Linked DNA regions of Gossypium hirsutum: region 2 is linked to region 1. The links are chromatin contacts, called in public Hi-C maps. All regions are on one chromosome and are shown on one strand. The core of a region is the stretch at or near the end of the contact, and the rest is flanking DNA. Distances in the headings are between cores, read along the strand shown. Region 1 holds the start of LOC107945361. Region 2 holds the start of LOC107945354 (protein CONSERVED IN THE GREEN LINEAGE AND DIATOMS 27, chloroplastic).

The links. A called contact is a pair of places that touch in the nucleus more often than the background predicts.
Region 2: a Hi-C map of leaf shows a contact between it and region 1, with 1.7 times the contacts expected there. The contact joins the promoter of LOC107945354 here to the promoter of LOC107945361 in region 1. A contact is called at or near these places in 2 of 34 Hi-C or Micro-C datasets (both in leaf).

The regions. Positions count from the first base shown.
Region 1 is chrD12:29,475,415-29,478,402 of Gossypium_hirsutum_v2.1, reverse strand. It overlaps LOC107945361, which reads right to left and starts at 1,650. Exons shown (of 2, transcript XM_016879335.2): 1 at 1,080-1,650; 2 at 1-740. The coding sequence starts at 733.
Region 2 is chrD12:29,725,550-29,728,588 of Gossypium_hirsutum_v2.1, reverse strand. It overlaps LOC107945354 (protein CONSERVED IN THE GREEN LINEAGE AND DIATOMS 27, chloroplastic), which reads right to left and starts at 1,516. Exons shown (of 7, transcript XM_016879321.2): 1 at 864-1,516; 2 at 509-661; 3 at 293-370. The coding sequence starts at 1,094.

The DNA.
Region 1 (2,988 bases), core at 401-2,900:
AAGAACCGCTGTCAGGTAGTTCGCCCCGGCAATAACAAGTTTCGGAAGCAGATGCTGCTCGGTTCCATGGTAAATTTCGCATTCCTTTAGTGTTCAAAGTGATGCCAAGTGGAGCTCTAACAGGACTTCTACTGTAAGTGCCCGGACTTCCCGTAGCTTGATCAACCTCTTCTCCATCCTCGACAGAGCCAGGCGGTCTGCTACCCAAAGAAAGAAACTCAGTAGCACTCTGCTGTTCTTGAACTTTACGAATTGCATCCTCACAGGTAGTATTGTTATGGCTCTTCCCATGAGGCCCTGAAGGACTTGGGCGGTCCCTCAACTTACGATCACGAAGATTCGGAGTCCGACTCTTACGAGGGGATTGAGGAAAGTCTTTGCACAGTGACTGAAGATTGCTTCTTTGGTACCCATTTGACGCTTTAACACTTAAAGAAGCTTCAAACTTGTTCTCCACCGATGGAGGAGTCTTTGAAAGCGAAGCATTTCTAACAATTGATATCAGGAGATTATTATGAAGACGAACATTTTCTCTCCCTATTGTATCAATGCAGAGCTTATCAAACTCGGGTTTCCCAATCCTAAGACTCAAAAATCTAGTAAGCAGATTGAAGTACTCCTCCGTTTTTATACGCCCAATCTTCCTTACAATCTGAGATTTCAGCTCTAAAGTACCTATTCTGGAAAATTTCCGACCACCTGGCATTTCAGTTTCCAAGTTCCTCAGTATCATCCCAAATCTAAAAATTTCAGCCAAAAGCCATATAAAGTTAAACTTATTTCTTAATCAAAATCACCAAAATTCCTAATGTCATTTCATCTTAGCAAGTCAAAGGGTGATCAAAGTCAAACGGTTTTCTAATAAATCAATAGAAACCAAAAATAAAACAAAAACTCCGACCACAAATCTACCCATCTCAAATCAGAACATTAAATAAAAGAAGGAAACACCTTAACATAAACCATGAACGAGTTCCAGACACCGAAGTTTCAGCTTTATCCATAACCCCCTCGGGAAGGAAAAAGAAGTGAAACGGTTAAGAAAAACAAACTAAAATAGAAAGAGAGCAAAAACCCACCTGAAATAACGAACTATGAAACTGAATTCACAATTTTTTTGAACTGAATAAGAGAGTAGAGCAAAAAGAGATTAGGGCATGAAGCGAGCGAGCGAGCAAGCAAAAACTTCTGTTTTTTGGAACCTTCTTTTGGAGTCATCGAGGTCAAAGGAACACGTGCGCCTTTTTTTTTTGTAAGAAAAAAAGCAAGTGTAAGTATAAACTAGTGCTGGTTAGCTTTGAGCTTAGTTGTGCGTTGGATTTGTCCGACCATCTACGCGAGTGCATTGGTTTGGTCCAAAGTATCAAACATCAAAATTTCCTTTTGTCAAGAGGAAAGTTCCAGACAGTGAGTGACTACATCACAATGCAATACAATAAAATCATTGGGGTATTCCCTGTTTTTAGATTTTTTTAGCTATCTAGTCGTTACTCTTTTTTCTTTTTTCAGAATTCATGAAATTTGAATATGATGAGAGTAGAAGGTTACCAAAACTATCTTGAAGGTGTTGATGATCATGCTAAGATCATCAGATTTGTTGACGTAAAACTTCGAAGTGATTATTTAAGTGTCAACTGTAGTGATAGTTACACTTAAACACTACGGCTGATTATTACTTGTCATTTTGAAATTCACAATTTTTGAAATAAAATATTTAGGCTTTAAATGATATTGATATTGTGAAAGTATGAAACCTCATATACGAATATCAATCCATTTGAAGCAATTTATCTTAAAGGTTGGATTGGATCGAGATAGAATTGAAGACATATCTCCATAATCCACTTTACATTAATCTTTATTATTATATTGTATCTTGCTATTTTAACAACTATTTAATAGGAGACTGAATTGTAATTAATCTCTAGCATGTTAGCAATTCTCGAAATCTTATATATTTGAGACACTTGTATATGTTTTGTATTGGTATTGATAGTACTTATTTTTTTCATAGTGGAACATGTTTTTGAGAGTGCATGAGAGAGTAAACATGTTTAGTTTACTGTGGAGAACTTAGAGGTGAGTGATTTAGATCCTGAGGTACAAAAGTGAGGTTTCTATATCAAGGTGTGATAAAACTTGAATCATTTGTTGTACTGAGATTAAAGATAGTTGATTTACTCACTGAGCTAGGCTTCAAAGATATAGGGAAAGCGAACTGCGTAAACAATCCTGTGTGTTTTGTTCTTTTGTTGTGTTCATCGTAGTGGTAATTGTAGTAGCCACTACAACCATCACTTCCATTAAAGCACTCTATTTTTCTTAGAAATTAGCAACTGTCCGTTTCAACATGTGGTATAAGAGCCTAACACTTAGCTAATGGTGTTTCCTGATTTTGTTAATTGTTAGATATGAAATGATCTTTAATTGCTCGATCCATTTATGTTGAAAGGTTCTAACTATGCTTATTAGATGGCAAGAATGAAAGCCTTCATCAAGTCCACTAATGAGAAAGCATGATGTTTTGTTCTCACAGGATGACAACCACCTATGATTGAGACAGAAGTAGGAAGAATTGAGTTAGCTTAGACCATTGATGAAGAAAGTCTTGCAAATATCATTTGAAAGCTCTTTATGTTATCTTTTGTGATGTCAATGAACAAGAATTTAAGAGGGTATCAAAGTGTACAATTACTAAATAGGCATGTAACATCCTTTAAACTGCCCATGAAAGAACCAATACATAAAGCATTCTAAGATGTAGAACCTAAGATTGCAGAGTTTACAAACCATTGGTCAATTTTATGCAAAACTTTGTGATCTGTCTAATCAAGCATTTGCCCTTGTAGAAGAATATTTCAATTCCAAATTGGTTAGGAAGGTGTTGAGATCATTACTTAAGAGATTTGATATCAAAGTCATTGCCATCAAGGAGGCAAAGTACCTAGATAGTTTATGGATTGATGAGCTAATTGGCTCGTTATAGAC
Region 2 (3,039 bases), core at 267-2,766, 250 kb before region 1:
TCTAATCAAGGAAACAGTTGAATGAATCAAAGGCCCCAATGTGTTCAAGTCTCAATAAAAATGCTTCTTTCTGTTTATACTCCACATGAATATACCGAAACAAAATCGTTCTGCATAAATGATGAGACTACTACGTTGATGCAAAGCTATAATCTTTTCATGTATAAATCACATGCATATTGAAGCCGGCATGTTTCTTAGATATACATGGCAAACACAATTATACCCACCGGAATGATTAACAAATGGCCATGACTGAAACAGTCTAAAAACTTGAAGAAGATAAACATACCAGATAAATTCTTAATACAATCAGTGACACGAGGAAGAGAGTTCCTGTTCCAGCTGCAAGCACAAATCTTAAAGGTTCCTGCAAGGTGTGAATTAGAACGTTATTTGGACCAATTATACTGTGTCGTACCGGAATGTTTTCGATAAGGGTATGCTTGTTCCAATATGTGTTGGAACATAAATAATTAAGGAAAATGACGAGTCTGAATAACATTACTCTTGAAGGATTAAAGCTTGCAGCTGCTATTGGGACTCCAAGAACCGTGAAAGTTACCAGCCAGAGTCCTCCTAGTCGAAGGAAAAATTGGCCTGGTCCCAGTTCGCCCCATGAATACAGAGGTCCATCTTTCAGGGACGAGTACTCATTCACCTATTTCGCCAAACAGATAATGGTGAGTATGATCATATATATATATATATATAAGAAATGCATTGATAACAGTATAGATTAGATAGCCTACAAGACATGTTACATCCGACTCAGAATCCATGTATGCCTAGCAAATCACAAGCTTTTCCATGCTTTCAAAGGAACTTTGAGATTTTAGTTACAGTAAATGCGCAGAACATACCGGTCTTTGTTCAAAAGGGACCTCAATTTCCAAGCCAGGTTCCCAGCTCCGGCCTTGAAAGCCGCCGCTCATACCACCGTCCATCTCATCTTTTAACGCCCTGACTGAAACCCGACGAGGCAGCTTGGGTCCACCACGGAACTTAGGTAAGCCTGAACCATAACTACTCCCAAGCTTAATATGTTCCGGAATAGGAATATTTAGAGAACAATAAACATTTAACCTAAGCATCTATCTTTCTCAACTAAGTTCGAAGCAGGCGACTATATGTTTTAGGAGCAAGAAACAGGAGAGGCGAAGAGAAGAGATCGCAACAGTTGATAATTGAGTTAATTTCTTTATAAAGAAAAAACATGGTTTAGTGTTAAATAATGTACGTGGAGCAGAAACAACCATAGAATTAGTTTGTGTTTTTTTGTCTTGTTCCATTGATGGGTTCTTAATAATGGGACCTATCTTTGAAATATATCTCGCCATTAAACTGCCTTTTTTGTGTGTGTGTGTGTGTGTGTGTGTGTGTGTGTGTGTGGTAGGAGAAGTGAAGATGGGAAGGTGTTGCTTAATGAAGGCAAACTGTGACAGTAATTGAGAAGCACGCTATCTTTTGTGTATTCCTGGTGTTTCCACGAGCGAGAGTTTATTAGATTGTGAGAACCATGGATCCAGGGTTGTCCCCCCATCATGACTTAGGCCTTTCCACGATCAAAATTTTTGGGTTGGGTTCCGCTACAAATTATAAAACATTATTATTTCAAAATATTTTATACTGTAATTTAAATTAAAATTAAAAATTACCAATAAGTAGTTGCAAGAAGTGAAAGTGAATTTCTTTTCCAAGCATTTGGACCAAATTCAAGTTTTGGCGTTGACATTGTTTAGATTGTTGACCTGTAATTAGTTGTTAGGTAACAAGCTAGGTATTAACAAAAGTAATTGGAGAAGTTGACACTTCTATAGGGGACATGCAATTCGATTTATCTACATCTGTGGAGCTTAGCTCAGTGAGAAGTATCTACTATTTTCAAACATTTACAACCAATGATTCTAAACCTATCATACCCCAGTGACAATTTACTCACACTTGTACCTTTAAAGACTAGAAATCTTACACTAAATTCTCCCCCTTGGAGAACTTAGCTTGTAAAATCACAACACAAAGGTTTTACAATCAAATGCACTCACCAAATAATATTTCATAAATAAGGATTGCTGGCAACTAAGTGTGGCCAGGCCGTGTGACTCACACGGCTGAGACACATGCCCGTGTCTCAAGCCGTGTAACAATCGAAATAGGGACACACGACCGTGTCCCAGCCCGTGTTCGTGCCCATGTAACTCTCTGAGTTGAGTCACATGGCCAAGCTACATGCCCGTGTGCCAGGCCGTGTAACTCTCAAAATAGCTCCACACGCCTGTGTCCCACACCGTATTTTAGGCCGTGTAACAACCTGACTTGCATGCAACTAAATCTACAGGAGACACACGTCCATGTCGCTTGGCTGTGTTTCACACACGGCTAAGTCACACGTCCGTGTCTTAAGCTGTGTGGACATGAAATTGGCCAAATTCAAGCCATTTCCAACAACTATTCATGCATCCACCAAAAAAACTTTTAGTGCACATTATCAAAGCATTAAAACCTTATCAAAACTTACATATAATGACCAATTTAATGATCCCAAATGAATCAACCAATATGCCAATCAAGGCACCTCAAACGCAAATATTTAAACTTACCTAAACATGCATTTATTTGATCTCATTTCTATCCTCGAACCTAATTCAACTTCTAACAAATCAAACATCAAATTTGACCATTACTATTCCAATACAAAACATGTCATTTGAGCCATTCAAAACATACAACATGATATAGTCACAATGACACAAACTAATAAGGCATCAAATGTACCAACATAGTTAACTTACATAATGTATACTTACCAAATCACCTTCTACCATTTTCAAACATTATAACTTAGTTCAATTATGAACTAAAACATGTCACAAGTAACCATTTTCAATCAATCATCAACATGCCAAATGAATCATATCAACAACCACTTTAAAGTAATCAACATCGCATAATTTGGTAAGGTGTCGAGATGTACCAAACTAATATAACTTTACAAAGCTTACACATACCAAAACATCATTTACACATGCACTATAATAC